Linked DNA regions of Mus musculus: region 1 is linked to region 2. The links are chromatin contacts, called in public Hi-C maps. All regions are on one chromosome and are shown on one strand. The core of a region is the stretch at or near the end of the contact, and the rest is flanking DNA. Distances in the headings are between cores, read along the strand shown. Region 1 has its middle 35 kb from the start of Foxj2. Region 2 holds the start of Slc2a3 (solute carrier family 2 (facilitated glucose transporter), member 3).

The links. A called contact is a pair of places that touch in the nucleus more often than the background predicts.
Region 1: a contact with region 2 is called in a Hi-C map of the N1E-115 cell line, with 14 times the contacts expected there. The contact joins the enhancer-like site here to the promoter of Slc2a3 in region 2. A contact is called at or near these places in 7 of 39 promoter capture datasets (the 3T3-L1 cell line, cancer-associated fibroblasts, embryonic stem cells and 2 more), 11 of 15 datasets of contacts at CTCF or cohesin (CD8 T cells, the G1E-ER4 cell line, the NIH/3T3 cell line and 5 more), 277 of 484 Hi-C or Micro-C datasets (the 4T1 cell line, the AML12 cell line, B cells and 128 more), 62 of 115 datasets of contacts at active chromatin or transcription factors (the 230-238 cell line, CD4 T cells, CD8 T cells and 36 more) and 6 of 9 other capture datasets (adipose tissue, embryonic stem cells, embryonic tail and 3 more).

The regions. Positions count from the first base shown.
Region 1 is chr6:122,782,509-122,787,535 of GRCm38.p6, reverse strand. It overlaps a transcript of Slc2a3 not described here. Among named protein-coding and RNA genes, the nearest start is that of Foxj2, 35 kb to the left of the region's middle. Within about 2 kb of position 1,870, at least 30 of the 459 cell types and tissues checked have an H3K27ac peak or open chromatin away from gene starts, as enhancers often do. A contact at or near this core is called in the Ba/F3 cell line, the G1E-ER4 cell line, the N1E-115 cell line and 8 more, where this site is marked.
Region 2 is chr6:122,740,949-122,746,189 of GRCm38.p6, reverse strand. It overlaps Slc2a3 (solute carrier family 2 (facilitated glucose transporter), member 3), which reads left to right and starts at 3,445. Exons shown (of 10, transcript NM_011401.4): 1 at 3,445-3,814. The coding sequence starts at 3,800.

The DNA.
Region 1 (5,027 bases), core at 621-3,120, 43 kb before region 2:
GTTCTTCAAAGCCTTGGTGGTGGAGCAATTGTCCAGCTCCTGGAAAGCTTAAGCTCCATTCCTGGCACTGAAAACTAATTAGACAAATAAAAAGGAACAGAGAGAGGGTCAGAGGAGAAGGAGAATTCTTGCTTTGATCCTCAGGAAGGAACTGTGTATTTTAGGGATTTTTTGTTGTTGTTTTTGTTTTTGGGGGGGGTTTGTTGTTGTTGTTTTCAAGACAGAGTTTCTCTGTGTAGCCCTGGCTGTCTTGGAACTCACTCTATAGACCAGGCTGGCCTCGAACTCTGAAATCCACCTGCCTCTGCCTCCCGAGTGCTGGGATTAAAGGCGTGTGCCACCACACCCGGCTTAGGGATTCTTTAATGCGTCATAACGCTCAGCACCCCACTTGATCTCACAGGCTGTACAATCCCTGTCCAGCTCTCACTACCACACAAATGTCCACTCTCCTGAGTTCCGTAGCTCTCAAATGAGACGGACTTAGAATATGAGGACTTAGAATATGAACTCATTAGAAAAGTAACTTTGTATTCCAGAAAGGAGTCACTTTCCAGACAGGATTGTTGGGTGAAAAAATAAGAAAGAGGTCCGGCTATCTAGAAAAGGCGTGGCTTAGCTGGAGTAGCTGACCCTGTATCTGTTTGACAAGAAACTGAGAGTGTACATAGAACAGGAATTAGATTTATTACTGAAGATAGATCATTTCTTTTGCTTCTATTTTATTATTTTCAATAAAATAATAGGTTAGTTTAGTCAAAAGGAAAAAGAGATCTTGGAGATTTAGCAGAGAGAAAAAAGAGTGGGAGATCTGGGGATGTATGCTAAGCCCTTGCTTAGCACGGACGAGTCTCTAGATTCAGTCCCCAGTGAAAGGAAGAAATTAAAGAATTCTGGTAGGTAAAAATAAAATAAAATCTTGTTAAGATAAGATAATTGCAGGCAGAGAAAATACTGGTTTGAAGAAAGAGCGCTCCTATTCTGCCCACGACCAGTGCGTTGGTGTATCTGCCTCCAGGGTCTGTTGCTAGGATGCCAACCTATTTTGACAGTTGGCACCAGGTGGCAGTGTAGATCCCTGTAGTTCCAAGTTCTTACTGCTTTTTTAGCCAGGCATTCAACTAAGAGAGGTGAGGCAGGTGCCTTGTGAACTGTTTTTAATTAGGCCTAGAAGACAAACCCTGGGAAGCCGAGAAGCCATTTGAGGCTATTTAGGGAACGGATGATAAAAGGAATGGAAGGAGAGATAGTGGCCTGGGAGCGGAGGAAGGAGGGTTATGGGAAGGGCGTGGGCTTTAACATTAGAAAGCGGAGGTCTTTGGCCTCTGACACTTGTGTGTTGAGTTGGGGGCTTAAAGACAAGGAAACCAGAGGTGGTGGGTCACTGAAAATTAGGTTCACCTGATTGACTTCAACATAGACCAGACCAGAGGCGGGAAGGAGAAGGATCTCAGAGCGCAGGCGCCTCTGAGGTCAGGTGCCCATGACAAAATCACTAAGGGAGGATCTCTTGGATGGTTCTGCTGACTCGGTGGCTTGCAGATGAGGGCCAGCAAACGACTCAGTAGGAGGTTCACCCTTCCGAGATTGTTAAACACAATATCTCTCAGAGCGGAGCCAGGGGTTGAGGCTGAGCTCACACCACACATGCAGGATTTAGCCACTCCTTTGTCATTGCAAAGTATCTGAGAAAACTTAAGCAGGGAGGGATTTCTTCTCTCACAGTTCCAGGATTTCAGTCCATTATCACTTGGTTCCATTGTCTGGAGGCCAAGGCTCGATGAGGTGGCTAGCCGGAAGCCTAAGGTGGCGAGAGGCAGCTCCTCTCATGGTAGAGTGGTGCAGAGAGAAGACAGATCCAGGGATTAGATATTCTTCTAAGGAATGCCTGCGGCTGGGCCCCACCCCACGTGATCCATATCACTATCGAGCTATGAATCCACTGAGCTGTGGATTAGTCAGGTCCTGCATGGTTCTTCCCAGAAGGCCTTTTAACTCTCAACCAAACCTTTTACCACGTGAGCCTTGGGTGTGGGGAGGAAGAGGGGGGAGGCACTTCATATCCAAACCGCAACAGATGCTTAAATAAATTGTTTGGATGCATTATGTGTGTTTAGAAAAAAAAAGCTAAAAAGGAGGCCCCAAATGGAAAGAAAGCGAGAGACTTGCAGGTTGCAGTGCAGATGGGGAGCACCTACTGGGCGTTACTGAAGACAAAGGAGGAAGAGGCGATCTTTGAGATGGGAGACTTCTGCTCTCAGTTCTCTTAGTTTTCTAGAACTGCTACCACCACCACCTGCCACCACACACACACACACACACACACACACACACACACACACACACACACACATTTTAAACTTAGCATCTGTTTCCTTTATGTTTAAATGTATGGATATTTTGACTGTGTGGATGTCTCTGTACCACATCCATGCATGTTGCCCCCAAGGCCAGAAGGGGGTGCAGTGCCTTCATGCAAAGTAGGAAAAGGTGCTTCTCTGAGTAGTTGGGGGCGGGGTGGTCTAGGAAGACCTCTTGTGCAAAGAAGCTTCAAAGCCTAGGATTAAAACTTTCCAAACTAAACTGTTATACTTAAAAGCCATTGTAGAGGATTTAGAGATTTAAAACCTTGGAATAAGTTGGGCAGTGGTGGCGCACGCCTTTAATCCCTGCTCTTGGGAGGCAGAGGCAGGCCGGTTTCTGAGTTCCAGGCCAGCTTGGTCTACAGAGTGAGTTCCAGGACAGCCAGGGCTACACAGAGAAACCCTGTCTTGAAAAAGAAAAAAAAACAAAACAAAAAAACAAAAAACCAACCTGAACTAGAGATGGTACATTCCAGTTTACAAAGCTATAAACAAACACAAAGCCTTTGTTCCTGGGCAAGCCTTTTAGCCAAATTAAACTTCTGAGAAAAGCTGACTTCCATTTTTATCTCAAATACCCATGTTAACATATGTTTCCATGCTAACCATCTTACTTTGACTGTTAGTTTGTTTATATTGCGTATATGTATCTGTGTGTACAGGCCCCAGGCACCTGTGGTGGTTAGAGGACGGCTTTATGGAATCTGTTCTCCACTCCCAACTTCATGTGGGTTCTGGGAATCAAATTCAGGTTGGCATGCTTCCACAGCGAGTACCTTTAACTCCTGACCCATCTCTCCAGTCCTCAACCATCTTAAGTTTGACCCAGACAGGAACCTCTCTGCCAGGTGATCTTCCTAAAGCTTTAGCATGCGTGAGAGTCGCTTGTAAGACTTGTTGCAGGTGTCTTGGCCTTACCCTGTCAAGAGTCTGATTCGCCACATCTGGATTGCATATCTCACAGGTGGTGATGTCACACAGGTGGTGATGTCTCACAGGTGGTGATGTCACACAGGTGGTGATGTCACACAGGTGGTGATGTCACACAGGTGGTGATGTCACACAGGTGGTGATGTCACCAGTGCTGGGAAGACAGAGTGAGTAGCAGTGACTAAAACAAGCGCTGTCACTTTGCTACTGTGACAACACCAGTTGCCATAATGCCCTTCCTACAGTGGCTCAGAGATAAAACTCTCCTTTTCCCAAGTAAGCAAAGTAGTGAAAGGAAGTGAGACTGGAGTAAGCCAGGCACGGTCTCCTGCTCCTGCCTCGGGAGTGCAGGGGCTAAAGGCATGCACTACCACCACCAGCTACCAGGCACTTTCTTAAGAAAACCAATAATCAGCTGGGCGTGGTGGCACACGCCTTTAATCCCAGCACAGAGACAGGAGGCAGAGGCAGGCGGATTTCTGAGTTTCAGGCTAGCCTGGTCTACAAAGTGAGTCTCAGAACAGCCAGGGCTATACAGAGAAACCCTGTCTCGAAAAACCAAAAAAAAAAAAAAAAAAAGAAAAGAAAAAGAGAAGAAAACCAATATTGGGGGGGGGCGGGGTATAGGGAACTTTCGGGCTAGCATTTGAAATGTAAATAAAGAAAATATCTAATAAAAAATCTAAAAAAAAGAAAGAAAACCAATTTTAAGGAAGAAAGCAATGGACTGGGCTGTAGACATGTACTTAAGAGCACTCGCTGCTCCTCCAGAGGACCTGGGTCCAGTTCCCAGTACCCACTTCAGAGGTCTCACAAATGCCTATAATTTCAGCTCCCAGCGATCTCATACCTGCTTCTGGCCTCTGCAGGCACCTGCACTAAGATGCACACATGCGTGTGCAACACATACACATACACACACACACACACACTTTAAAATAACATGAATTTTTAAAAATTGTATAATAAGAGCTAGTGATTAGGAGCACTTGTTGCTCTTTCAGAGGACCCAGGTTCAATTCCCAGCATCTTACAAACATCTTTAACTTCTGGGATCCGAAACCCTCTTCTGGCTTACAGGCACCAGGAATACATGTAGTGCACAGACATACACATAGGCACAGCATTCATTCACATAAGATGAACAATAATAAGCTTGTGCCTTTAATCCCAGCAATTGGGAAGCAGAGGCAGGCAGATTTCTGAGTTCAAGGTTAGCCTGGTTTACAAAGTGAGTTCCAGGACAGCCAGGGCTACACAGAGAAACCCTGTCTCAGAAAAAGAAAGAAGGAAAGAAAGAAAGAAAGAAAGAAAGAAAGAAAGAGAAAGAAAGCAAGCAAATAAAAACGGAAGTTGACATAAATATCTGCAGAAGAGCATAAAGATGGATTGCCTAGTATCTGGGCTGAAAGTCAAAGGGGTTCTCCTCAAAGTGGCACGTCTCCTTACTAGTCAAATATTGCCCCATTGATTTCCCGAGCTAGATCCAAGGAGAAATGTCTTGAGGAAAGTCTGCTGGTAGGATATGCTATTTCCTGACCTCAGGTTTCCTATACTTCTTGAGATTCAGAGCAGTAACAACTCCGTACTTTACACTGTGCACTTTAACGTGTAGTGTTTGATCTCCCCATCAATGCAATCACTTCCATCACTTTATGGATGTCAACATTAAGGACAGCTTGGCCAAGGTCATGCAGTTGGGAATAGAGCTTGCACTTCATACAGCAAATTCTT
Region 2 (5,241 bases), core at 2,196-4,695:
AGAAATGAAAAGAAAAACGATATTTCGCTGGGCAGTGGTGGCGCACACCTTTAATCCCGGCTCTTGGGAGGCAGAAACAGGCAGATTTCTGAGTTCGAGGCCAGCCTGGTCTACAGAGTTAGTTCCAGGACAGCCAAGGGTACATAGAGAAACCCTGTCTCGAAAACAAAAACAAAAAAGAAAGAAAAAAGAAAAAAAGAAAAAGGATATTTCACCTCAATACCCAAAAATTGACTCTTCCATCAGAGGCACACTGTAAGTAAGATGCACATTGGATTCTGAAGGCCTGGTGCAAAAATATCAAAATAGATTATTAGTCATTTATGTTGGTTAGATGTTAATATGAGAACTTTGAGGCCTGAGACTGGTATGGTCAGCCCCAGACTGAATCCCCTGCACTGCAAAGAGAAGAAGAGAGTGAAGTGAAACAGAGAACTTGGGACATGTCAGATGGGATAAATATAATATAATAAAATTAACGTGTGTGCGTTAGGTTTTGTTGTTGTTGTTGCTGTTGTTAGCGCTGCTGGAATGTTTTAAACTGTGGCCCACGCGCCTGTAGTCAAAGGTGCTTTGAACCCAGGGCTTATTAAGGAGGCACCACTGAAGATCTGTGAGTAGATTGCTGTGCTTTGAATTTTAACTTAGGGTCAACACTACTTTGGAATTTGTTCCTGGAGACTTTGGGATACGCAAGATCTGCCACAGTGATGAGAAGCTGGGGGCTGGAATCCGGTTTTCAGGACCGGCAGCAGTAATGAATGGTTTAAAGGCAGTGTCAACAGGAGAAGCGGCATTTCTCAGATTTTTCCTTTCTTCACCCCAGGGCTGCTGCTGCTGCTTCTTTTTTTTTTTTTTAAACCGTGTTTTCAGATTCAAAGTGAATTATGGGGACACCTCACCTGGTAGGGAAAGATTAAAATCAGACACACGAAACCATGCAGGTTGCTGTTTGTGGGGACTGATAGAAATGTAAAGCACGGGGTCTGGGCAGTCCTTACAACTGGCTCTGCTTGCGTTTTCCCAGGCCGGGGGCACTGTGCTGAGTTTAAAATCTTGAGTGCTCTTTTGTAGGATCCCTTGTCCTTCTGCTTAGTTGTCACACTAGCAAACCTCAACAGGCTAACAGCAGGAGACCAGATTGGGGCTCCAATTGTGCAGGTGTGTGCATTGGGAACTGGTATCCCAGGCTATTGTTCTTGTTCCCTCTCTCCTAAGCACACCTACTTTGCTCTTAGCTCCCAACTGGGTACTTTTACTAAAGTCCCCTTCGTGCTTCTCCCTCTTTGATATCCAGCAAAGATAGAAGAACTCTCAAGCAATCTAAGGACACGTAGTAGATAGGTGTTGTTACTGCATCTCAGCCATGAGGCTGTTGAGTGCTTTGTCCCTCAAGGTTGGTCACCCTCACTGGGACTTGGACTTTTCGGTCAATTGGCAACCACTCCCACAGAGCACTGAGGACCCCAGGGAACCCGGCACAGGAATTCCTACAATGTACCGAGTTCCCCAGGGAACCCTTCACATGCACTCCCACAGTGCACTGAGGACCCCAGGCAATCTCTAACAGCTAGTCAGCAGCTGGTCTGTGTTGCTCGAGATGAGGACTGTCTGTCTTGGACTCTGCTGCTAAGCCCACAGTAGCATGAGGCCTTGTGGCTTAAGCATCAGACGAGCTTCTGCTTTGAAGAGCATTTGTCTCAATTTGTTTAGCACTTTTTAGATTCTTGGGAATTCAGCTAAATTCCAGCTGTAATCTTTAAAAAACATACATTGCTGCAAGCATAATTTTCTCTGTTTCAGAGCTAATCTTAGGCTTTGGAGCATCTGTCTTTCCCAGATCACTAGCCCACTTCCACCCTCCCGAGTGCCTTAAAGAAAAAAAGAAAAGGAAAAGAAAAAAAGAAAAACACCTTTATATTTTATGCATTATGGGTGTTTTGCCTACGTGTATGTCTGTGCACCAAGTGTTGTACAGCACCTGGAAGGCTGGAAGGGAACCTGGTCTACAAAGCAAGTTCGAGTATAGCCAGGGCCACACAGAGAAACCCTGTTTCCAAAACAAAACAAAACAAAACAACAAAAAGAGGACAACTTTGTGGACTTGGTTTTCTCCTGACACCATGTGTGGGTCGTGGGGATGAAACTCAGGTCTCCAGACTTGGCAGCAAGTGCCTTTACCTGCTAAGCCATCTTGACAACCTTCATTATTTCTAATGTGGCTACAGGAAAATGGAATGTTGCACCAAGTGGCTTGGATTCTCTTTCTACTGGCAGGCACTGGCCTTTGGGCTTTACTATTTCTTTAGCTGCTAGATTCAGTTGCTGTGGTAATTAAACGGCGCTTCCGACTCAGTGCTTCTAGGAAAGAAAAATGACGAGAGCAAGGGGGTGCAACCTCGGGGATGATTTTCTTGCGCGGTCCGGTTCACTCCACCTCAGTTTTCTCAGCAAGCATCCGATTTGGCAAAGACCCTCCTTTAAGGAGAAAGGGACCAGGTTTGCTTCAGTTCAGTCCATCAGTCTAGATCTCTGCCCAGAAAGCTAGGGACTGAAGATGCCTTTCCTTCCTCGAGCCTATACCAAATCACTCTTCAGGGGAGGGGTCGCCTTCCCTCCCCCGCACCGGGAGTCAGAGCCTAGAGCCTCAGTGTCACACGTTTATCACGTGCTCAGCTGCTTCACTCTGGAGCTCACCTGAAATGTGCCTGCCTCCTGCAGGCCATCGCAGGCCTCTCTGTAAGCTCTCCTTTCGCGTACCCAACTTTTTAGGTTTCTTTCAGTGTGGTAGTGAAGTACTTGTCTCAAGTTTGTCTTTCGAGAGACACACAATCCCTAGGTAATAGTATGTTAGCAAACGTTTCTTATATGAGAATCAGTTACCCTAGACTGATTGTTCTGGGGGTTTAACCTAGAGCCGCGGCAAGTGCTATACCACTGCGAGACACCTCCACCCCAGCTCTTAATTTTTTCTTCCCGCTTGAGAGCTATGCACTCAGCAAAAATCTGTAAGTTGAATTAGATATTTGTTGTGTTTCTAGATGCTGTTAATCTCAAAACAGAGCTGAGAGAGGCAGAATTCACAATGGGTGGGGTGGCGTATGCTGTGGTGAGGAATTGGGGCTGTGTACTTCACTTGATCCTTCTTGGAGCCTCAAGTCAAGAAGGCTGCCTTCACACCTGGATGCGTTTTCTTGGACTGCCTCGCCTTTCCCTCCTTCAAGGCGAGTACACCCAGCCTATAATGAAAACGCATTATCAATTCTCTGCTTCCTGCTCCTTGGATGACTTTCAACTAAAAGCAGCACTGACTCTACTCTGCGTTTAGACTGATTCCATCCCGACTGCCTTCAAATTTGCCCGCCCTCCAAACTTTGTTTTAGTATTTTTTTCTGTGAAACAAAAAGGCTGTCGGCTCTTGAAAAGGGGAAGGAATTTGGAAGCGCTTTGAGGGGAAAAAAAAAAGAACCACGAGGAGGATGTGGTAAAAAGCAGGAGGGGGTGGGTGATGGTGGTTGATTGCAAAGGACAGGGGCTGGGGGTGGAGCGGTGAAGATCAGATAAGAGGTCACTGAATTCCTGGGGTCACAGGTTAAGGATTGGGGGGTGGGAGGTTGAAGGCTCCACCCCTTGCAGAGATTATAAATAGGTAGGCTGGGCTTCGGGCTGTGATGCTTTCGGTGATAGTCCTTAAGCCTTCTGAGAGCGGCTTCTGTAGGACCCGAGGAACACTTGCTGCCGAGAACATTGGCTGGATACCTCTAGATCTACCTTAAGACTTGAGAACTAGGTTGGGACCATGGGGACAACGAAGGTAAGAGCTGGTTGTTTTTATTTGCTTGTTTGGGGTCCTCACGGAGGTAGGTCGTGGTGCGGATCGCCGTGCTCCGGTTTCTCCTAAGTCACCGAGCCATCCGGACGGAGGCCTTTTCTTATCAGCTCCAGCAAGCAATTCGATACTAGTGTTAGCGTTCTAGGCATCTCCTACCTGACGAGGATCCTCTCGGACACCTTCTTAGCACGTGAAAGTCACCTCAGAAGCTGTTTGCCTCTCGGGTGTGTTTGAGGTAGCTGTGATGAGAGCGAAGAGGGTAGGACTTGGCCGCGGGGGTCTCGGAGCCAGCTGGAAGGCTTGGGAAAGGCTTAGACCTTGAGAGGACGTGGGGTTGGCTTGGGTTTGCTGTTCAGCATCCCGCTATCGGTCCTTGGGTTCCCGGTACTGTGGGGAGGGAAGTCCAGTTGTCCTTACTATGGTTGTGAGTGCAGGATGTATCGGAGTTAGTGTGGGCGGAGGGAGGAAGGCAGTATTTGTAAGGAAAAGGGCATTTCCACGAAGATTAACTTGGAAATTAAGTAAATTAAGAGACCGTGAAAAAAAAATCAGGATAAAAGAGGGGATGTCTGTAAAGAGGGTTTTACAACAAGGAAAGGGCCTTCGCCTGGAAGGGACAGCACTTAACCACCGAGAGACTGGGAGGCTGCCGGGAAGGTCAGCTCGCTGCTAGACGCTCCCAGCCTGCCACCGGGAGTGACCTTAAGAGGAACTTAAGGACAGGTGAAGAGGTTGTAGCAGGCCAAATAGGTCGGCCTCAGACTCCAGTTTTGAGATGTCCCTGCCTGCTTGAGTGATTTCCCAGCAAGGTGAGGAGATGTCTGCCTGATCCCCCCTTGCTAAAAATGGCTCCTAATAATGTGTTTAAAATGAGCAGAGGCTCTGGCCAGCTGGGCGGAGAATGGTACCATATTTAGAGAACAGGAAGACTCTCAAGAGGGCCCAGGATGTTGCTGGTGGGTTGGGTAGTCTAGAGATAAGAAAAATAAAAATCTGAGCATAGCACCTCGCACCTGTGACTCCAAACCTGAGAGGCTGAAGCAGGAGAAGTGAGGAGCTGACTTGAGGTTAGCTTGGAGTACAGAGCGTGGGACCTCCTCTCAAAGAGAGGAAGAGGAGATGAGAGAGAAACAGGTGGTGGGAGAGGAGAAAAAGGAATTCACACGGTTAGTTCCGGTGCTTGGGGGTCGGGGGGGGGGTGGTGCGGGGGGAGAAGGGGGTCACCTGCCATCTACCATGCTGGTGTGGCTGCTCCTTCCTGCTCCTGTTCTGGCCTCTACAGTCTGTGAGGCGTGGTGGACCCACATGGAGTCTGGTTCTGCCCTCTATGCTTTGAGGGGTTTGGGTCTGTTATGTTTTATGTTTTGAGACAAGATCTCACTGTAAGCCTGGACTAGCCATGAACTCAC